Regions from separate parts of the Anser cygnoides genome. Here region 2 is linked to region 1. The links are chromatin contacts, called in public Hi-C maps. All regions are on one chromosome and are shown on one strand. The core of a region is the stretch at or near the end of the contact, and the rest is flanking DNA. Distances in the headings are between cores, read along the strand shown.

Region 1 (3,749 bases), core at 1,234-3,733:
ATACGCTTTCTGTGTAACATCGGTGCTTGCATACACACAAGTAAAGCCCACCCCAAAGCTCACTGAGCATATTAAGTGTAAAAACACATGACAGATCATTTACTTCCTGTGACCACATCATGCCAAGAAACTTACCTTGAAGAAGCTCAACAGTCACTTTGGAAATAGGGAAATTAGAGAAAGCACCCTCCTTCTGCTCTTCAGTCATCTCCTGTTGGGTAAACGAGAATTCAAGTAACTTTACATGTGAGTATCAGATGACCATCAGAAAGTTTAGGATATAGGCATGCACACTGGTGTCGTAGACAAAGGTCAATTTTTTGGTAACAATATCACAGCCTTCTTTGTTTTACTTGCTTACTATCGTATTTCAGTTAGATGAAAGTGATCTGTAATTTAAATTAAGGCAGTTTCAAATATAATGGTATAATAATGGAAAATATATAAATTAACTCCAATAGCTTTTAATTACATTTTAAGATTATATTTTAAGCAATTACTGACAGCCAAGCAGAGTAGGTTGTAATATAGCTCGCTAGCCAACTTCCTACTTCCCAACTAACACAGCACAGTGATTTACATGTACACCAACCGACCCCCAAAAGAGCAACAAATTGAGGCAGATCATCAAATTCACTTACTTACTAGTGCATCACTTCAATATACACTGTAGCAGCACACTGACTAAAACGTTAAGTGTGCTGAAAAAAAAACTACCCATGCCAATGCTGGGTGCTTTGTGAAGCATCAATCATCACAGAAAAAAACGCAAGCAACAGTAAACAACATGGCTAAATAGACTTAAAAACAAATCCTAGGAATGAAAATATTTCCCCCAACAAAAAAAGTGAATTATGTCAAGCAATTTTAAAAAGACAGAAATCAAACAGAAATAGTCAGATAAAAATACTACCCCAGGAACGCTTAAAAATACTTACAGAACTGGTCCGATGATACACTGTATTACGCTAAGAAACAACACCTTACAAAGTGATATTTAGCAAGATCATAGATAGAAACAAATTAACATTTAATCCTTCTTTTTCAACGAGCTAAAAAAATAAATGTTACTTTACCCAAGAAATACCCATACTATCAAAAATAAGTCAATTAAAATGTATTTCTGGCCATGACAGTCACATCTAACAATGCTGAATCACATTAAAGTACCCTCTTGCTGCAGCTCACCAACAACTGCTAACAGCTACAACAGCACTGGACTACTGAAGTGAGGAAACCATGGCGCGCTGATCTGGAACTTCAGCACTTTCAGAATTTAGAACTTTTGCAAATAACTGACAGCAACGGCAGGCCAAGCAACTTGAAAGTTTACAGCAGACTTCCCATTGATTGAAAGAGGAGGAGGAAAGGAAAAAAAAAAGAAATAACGTGTTCTAAATTTAATCTTGTTGTAGCACAGGAGTTGAAAGCTGACCTGATAACTGTTGGTAAATCAGTTATTACTTTTACCTGCTCTTGGTCGCTGTCACAGTCCCCACTTGATGTTTCGCTGGAATTACGGGGCCGCTTTTTGTGGGCAGATTTAAGGGTGAGGGAAGATAACCTGGCGTTCTCCGGGCTATCTCCTCCGGCATCACCGTTTTGCTTCTCTCTGCTCTTTGCTTTCTTGACTTTCGGCGAATCGAGCTCATCCTCCGACTGCTCGCTCTCATCTGTCTGCGATTTCCTCTTCCGAGCCTTGTCGCGCCGCTTGGCTTTCTTTTCTTTCTTCTCCTTCTGGGGAACGACACTCGCGTGAGTACCAACCCGCGCATCACCCGAGCCGCGGGGAACCGAGGCAGCACGAAGAGACGGCTCACAAACGAGCCGGCTCACAACCGGCCGCTCCCCCGGGGGCTCGCGTAACTCGCCAAAACCCTCCCATAAAAAAAGAAAAAATCCCAAACCCCGCCCCCTCCGCGCATGTGCCGCCGGGAGCCGGCTTCCCGACCGCGGCACACGCGGCGCTGTGGCCGAGGGGGCTTAGGAGGACCCGGGAGCCCCCCCGGGCGGCTGCTCCGGCCGGGCCAAGCCTCGGTGCCCCGGCGGGGGCGGCAGGGCCCGGCTGAGGGGTGGCCCCGAGGCCTCCCGGGGTCCTGGCCGAGGCCACGCCGCCGCGCACGTGGCCGGCACGGCCCAGGGGAGCGCGGGGCTCGGCCCCGGCCCGGAGAACGGCGGCGGGGCCCGGCCTAAGGCCGCCGCCGGCACCGGAGGGCTGAGGGGTGGGGAAGGCCCGGCCCGGCCCGGTCCGGCCCGGCCGCACCGGCTGCGGAACCCCCCCGGAGCCGCTCCCCGGTACCTTGCGCCGCCGCCGGCCGTTGCCCGTGGCCGCCTCGCTCTCCATGGGGCTCTCGGAGCCCGCCTCAGCCCCGCTGCCGGCGCACAGCCGGGTGGCCTCGGGCATCGCCGCTCTGCTCCGCGCCTCGCCGCCGCTCCCCGCCGCCGCCGTGACAGGAACGCGCCCCGCCCCGGAAGCCGCCCGCCGTCCCGGCCGGCGGCAGCCAACCGCCTGCCGCCCCGCCCCGCGGACTACAACTCCCGGCGTGCCTCGGGACAGCTCCCGACAGCCCCAGCCAATGACCGTGCGCCGCACCTCGATCGTGAGGCGGCCGCCATTTTGGGAGTGCTCCTGCCCTACCCAGCTCCGCCGCGGGGGGGGAGGGATTGTGTGAGAGGAAAAAATTAAAAAAAAAAAAAAAAAAAAAAAAAGGCAGGGCTCCCGCCGGACGAGGGGTTTGTGCTCCACCTCGCAGCCAGGGATATTTCCTCAAAATGAGTCTCCTGTGGGTCAAGGTCGATAAAAGACCGTGCAGGCTGAAAGCAGCGCAGCCTGCCTTTAGCTACAGGAAGAAAGCAGGAATAAGAAATCAGAAGGAGTCTCAAAGACTTAAGTCCTGTGTACCACATAAAACCACGCACAAGCAAGCCTAGGAGGACTGCCGTGATTTATCCCCAAAACAGTGAGAAAGCTTCAGGATTCAAGCAGTGTTTGTGGTAACAAGGTGCGTGCCCAGCTAGTTTCTTTGCGTTGTTTGCTGACAGGAGATGGAGCCTAAAGCCTGCCACTGTTTCTGGTTGTCCACAAAAAAAGAATTACAGCATCAAACAGTCCTGCATGAGTGGTACTGTCCCGCTAGAGCAACACATACCCTTTCCAGATTAACAACGGGATCTGAGTGAAGTATATCAGTCGTCACTTTTATTAGACATAGGGATGCAAAAACTAAAGATGAGAGCAACAGAAATGTTCATTAGATCTCCACACTTCTAACAAACAGCTCTGATTTAGAGGCAGCCTCTCACTGTGACCAGTCATAGTTACAGTATGGTTGTATTGTTACAAAGAAAAAAGTCTACATAGCTCATTAAAAACCTAATCAAACATTCATGACCACAGTTAGCTGAAGCAAGGAATTTTTTGGTGATTGTCCTCCCACTCTGTCCTCCTTTTAGCATTATTATTCTTTTAGGATCTGGCAGGAAGCTTCATCTTCTTTTCAGTCCATCTAAAACAACAGAATTATTAGATGTCAGACCTCATACTCTAAAAATAACCTGAATTGGCTTAGCTTCTGGTACCTCAGATGGCACCAATACAATCAGAATGACCCTTTAAATACTTTTTGCTAAAGAACAACCAAGAGGCTTCAAGTGTCCATGTCCAAATAACATTAAAATTCTGCTTGAGAGAGTGCACAGCCAAAAAGCTGCTTAAGAGGGGAGAAAAAAAAAACAAAACAACACTTTAG
Region 2 (3,827 bases), core at 188-2,687, 140 kb after region 1:
AACAGTTTACCTAACTGTTGTCTTGATAACTTGTTTAAATCGATAATCGCTTGAAACATCTTAATAAAAACAAGCATCTTTAACAGTGCAACAAAGGTGTAAAAATAGAAAGTAATGACATCTATCAACAAAATTACCTACTACCCATTTGAGTTTTTCTTCCACTTTGCAGCTGTTCTCTTGAGTGTCTTGACTTCCATGTCTTCCCCTGTTGTACGGTCAATCTGCCAGGGAAGGCTGACAGTGTCAGGCGTGAGTGTAACTTGAGTGACATTAAAAATGCTGATGACTTTTAAGGATGGGTCATAAAAGAGAGTCACCAGAAAAATTCTGCAAAGGGCATAAACATTTCAAGGTAAGAAGATGAAGTCATAGTAGTAAGAATGTTAAGATTTAAAGGTGTAAATAGAGTTTAAAAAGTTTTAGGCTAAACACAAAGTTCACTGCTGAATTTAATTGTGGTAGTGTTTCTCTGAGGAGATGTTCTGTTTAATTTTGCAATACAAGTTTCTTCCTGCTTTTCTAAAAAGTACCCGGTCATGGTGCACACTTCCCTAAATTACAAGGTCTGACAAAGTTTCTTCCTGAAATACCTCACCGCTGTCGAAAATAAGCAACAGGACATTTATGTGGTTATCAAATTTTTCAAGCTGTGAAACTCTAGAAGACTTTCATCTGTCAGAATCATTGCAACACTTGGGTGAAAACAGTAGATAGAAGAAATTGTTTACCATTGGGGCTGTCCAAGCAGTGCGACTGAGCCTCAGTTCCTGAGCAGAATCCCAAAAGAACACAAATTGACTGTGGAAAATTGTATGAACAGTTACTATAAACCTGGGTATTCAAATAACTCATAATAGGATAGTTGATTTTGCATTGGAGACTTAACAGGGTGACCTGAACAAAAACTATGGATTGCTGGTTTAGTAAATGTTAAAAGGCTTGAGTTGGCTGCTGTAAAGGGTATTTTATATTCTCCCAGCAAGAGAAGTCTCTGCATATCTCTGCTATGTATTTTATTCTTGGAAAAAAATGCGTATTAAAACAGCTACACCCCAAATAAGTAATGATCAAACATGTAACCAACTGAGAGCTGAAACAAACTTGTTCTTTAAGCAATGTACTCTGTTAAAGGAAAAAAAAAAAGTCTGTTGAATGCAGTTTGACACAAGCTGAAAGCAGAATGTTCTGAACACTTGCACCTCAGCTCAATGCATATGGGGCAGAAAGTGCAAGAAATGTGAGTAACTGCAGAAAATGTATTGAAAAGCTGACAGCATTAACTTGCTCGCTGATGTCTGGCTTCGGGTACACTCCTTGCCTGTGATGTGTGCATTGGCATTCATTGCATGCTGAGCTCCTGTCCTCTAAATGGTTTCTGGTAAGCCCTCTGCAGTGTATTCATCAAAGACGCTGTGGACAGCCTAAGAAGTTGCGCAACACTCCTGATGGCTACAAATACGATGCTGGTTTTGATCGCTCTGATTCCAAGAAAGATAACTTTTTCGTTGCAGCGTCTACCTCCCTTTCTGATGCATTTCGAAACTCGAGCGTGGACGCGCTCAAGAACACGAAGCCACTCTCGCAGACGGACGCTGTTTAAATGCTCGTTGTGCGGCGGGCTCGAAGCGCCGGCCCAGCGGCGCATGGGGCGCGGGCTGCACCCCGCACGGCCGGCCTCGCTTCTGCTCTCCTCTGCTGTGCTCCTCTCGGGCGGGACGCGGCCGGCTCTGACGCCATCTGCATGCGCCGCAGCGCGGCCCGGCGGCCGGGGCCCGGCGCGGTGGCGGCCGCGGGGCGCGGGCGGCTCCGGCTCCTCCCCTGCACCGCAGCGGCGGCTGCTCCGAGCCGAACCGAGCCGCCCCCCGGAGCCGAGCCGCCGCCGGCCGTGCCCGCGCTGCCCCATGGCCTCCCCGGCGGCGGCGGGCCCCGGCGCTGCGCTGCCGGCCGGTGCGGGTGCGGGTGCGGCGCGGCGTGACTTCTACTGGCTGCGCTCCTTCATCGCCGGAGGTGGGTCGGGGGCGAGTGCTGCCTGCCCCCAGGAGCTGCGGCGGGAGGTGGCTCCCGTGGCGGTAAGGCTCCGTCCGAGGGGTGCTGCCCTCCGGGAGGTGCGAGGGGAGGGGAGCCCTCCTTCGAGGGCAAAGACTTCGCCCAGCGCTGCGGCTTCAGCGGGTGGCGGCCCTTGTCTGCGGCGGCACGTAGACCTAGCTTAGGCAGTGAGGCTGCTGGGGTTTTGTGGCATGCTTCTAGAGGATGTCCCCTAATTGGGGCCTTCTAGACTTCCTATGTAAGTTTCCTCTCACCCACTCCGTTTGAAAATGCATTAGGAAATCCTTTATTTAACTGCTGACTTGAAGAACTTTGGCATCCCATGGCTTTTTTTTCTCCTCTTGGAAAGGTGTCGCAGGGTGTTGTGCCAAAACAACCACTGCACCACTGGATCGAGTGAAGATCTTGCTGCAAGCTCATAACCACCATTACAAACATCTAGGTAAGATGGCTGCGGGCCTAATTTTGTTGTGAAATGCAATGTCTGTCATTTAGGTTTGTTGAGTTATTCAGTGATGAAATGGTGATAAAGGTGCTAATCAGACAGAAGGTTATTTACGTTTGGCAGTCGCTGTGCCGTATATTGCAAGCATTTAAAAACGAAACCAACCAACCAAACGGCCCTTAAACAAGAGATGTTGAGCCTGTACAATTAAGTTGCAGCACTGGTTGACAAGTTAGAGATTGAGATGTCAGAATAATCCTCCATAAGGCGTAAGAGCTGGGGCTTGATCCTCTTCTTACTGAAGTCAGCAGGAGATTGGTAATCACAGGTTCAAAGCTTGGGATCATTTATGTAAGACCTGTCACTGCTGGTAACTGTTACTGTGTTTACTGCCAGTACCGGCCTGCAGGGCTTGTGGGAGTGGGCACTTTTCAGAGCTTGGTGGTCCTTGCAGAGGGGCTGGTGATACCACCTGATATCAGGACCGCTGAGTCCTGTCAGGCTCATGCACTTACCCTCCTTGACAGCAGCGTGATTGATGGGAATTGAAAATAAAAGTGGACTGGTGCTTTGCAAAAGGTGCTGGTGATCTGCATTCGGCATCTGTGTTACATCATGGTGAGAGAGTCAACTCAATTGTCAGCATGTTCAGAACCGTTCGCTGTGGGGCTGTAACAGTGCCCTCTTGTGCATAATACTTGAGATATTTTGTCATATGGTCTTGAAATATGTCCTAACTTATGTCCAGAAATTCAGATGGGTGTCCAGAAAAAAATCATCGAGTTAGTTAACATTACATGAAATGAAACTTCAAAATTTTTAACTTAAAGACTAAAGATCATGTTTTTAAGGCTGGAAAAATAAATCTTGCAACAAAATTCAACGGATGTATATTAACTTTGATGTACGAAAAAGGGAAGCACGAAGCATGTGGCAGCTTGGTAATGCAGTCACATAAGTACACATTCAAATCTTCACTCTAACAATGGAAAGCTGAAATAATTGGTTTGACTAATATTTTAAATTATTACTTTGGTTTGTACTGTGCCATAGGTGGCACTAGATAAGGCAGAGTTAAGACTAGACATAGTTAAGTTTTGTATTCTTCTCCACTTAGAGAGTTAAATACGATTCTGATTGTTAGAAACGTGTCTGACTTGAATGCGTGTCCTTGTTACGTGTAGGCAAAAAAAAAGAAAATTATATGGATAGAATACCTGTATGTGTAGAGATCCAGTGGGTGGGTTCATCGCAGTCCTCACTAAATGTTTTTACTGTCCCTGCTCTGTGGAGTTCATGACAGCTGGATCTCAGAGCGTGTATTGAAAGAAAT

The links. Hi-C and Micro-C count contacts between places; a contact is called where the count stands out from the background.
Region 2: a Hi-C map of granulosa cells shows a contact between it and region 1, with 2.2 times the contacts expected there. The contact joins the promoter of SLC25A16 here to the promoter of LOC106032013 in region 1. A contact is called at or near these places in 3 of 7 Hi-C or Micro-C datasets (granulosa cells and liver).

The regions. Positions count from the first base shown.
Region 1 is chr7:25,623,066-25,626,814 of Taihu_goose_T2T_genome, forward strand. LOC106032013 (nucleolar RNA helicase 2-like) reads right to left here and starts at 2,484. Exons shown (of 15, transcript XM_048069402.2): 1 at 2,300-2,484; 2 at 1,471-1,737; 3 at 136-211. The coding sequence starts at 2,404. STOX1 (storkhead box 1) reads right to left here. Exons shown (of 5, transcript XM_067000180.1): 5 at 3,178-3,506. The coding sequence ends at 3,467. LOC136791209 (a long non-coding RNA gene) reads left to right here and starts at 2,475. Exons shown (of 4, transcript XR_010832690.1): 1 at 2,475-3,002.
Region 2 is chr7:25,766,487-25,770,313 of Taihu_goose_T2T_genome, forward strand. It overlaps SLC25A16 (solute carrier family 25 member 16), which reads left to right and starts at 1,438. Exons shown (of 8, transcript XR_010832680.1): 1 at 1,438-2,010; 2 at 2,399-2,491. TET1 (tet methylcytosine dioxygenase 1) reads right to left here. Exons shown (of 14, transcript XM_067000169.1): 1 at 3,712-3,827; 2 at 138-224.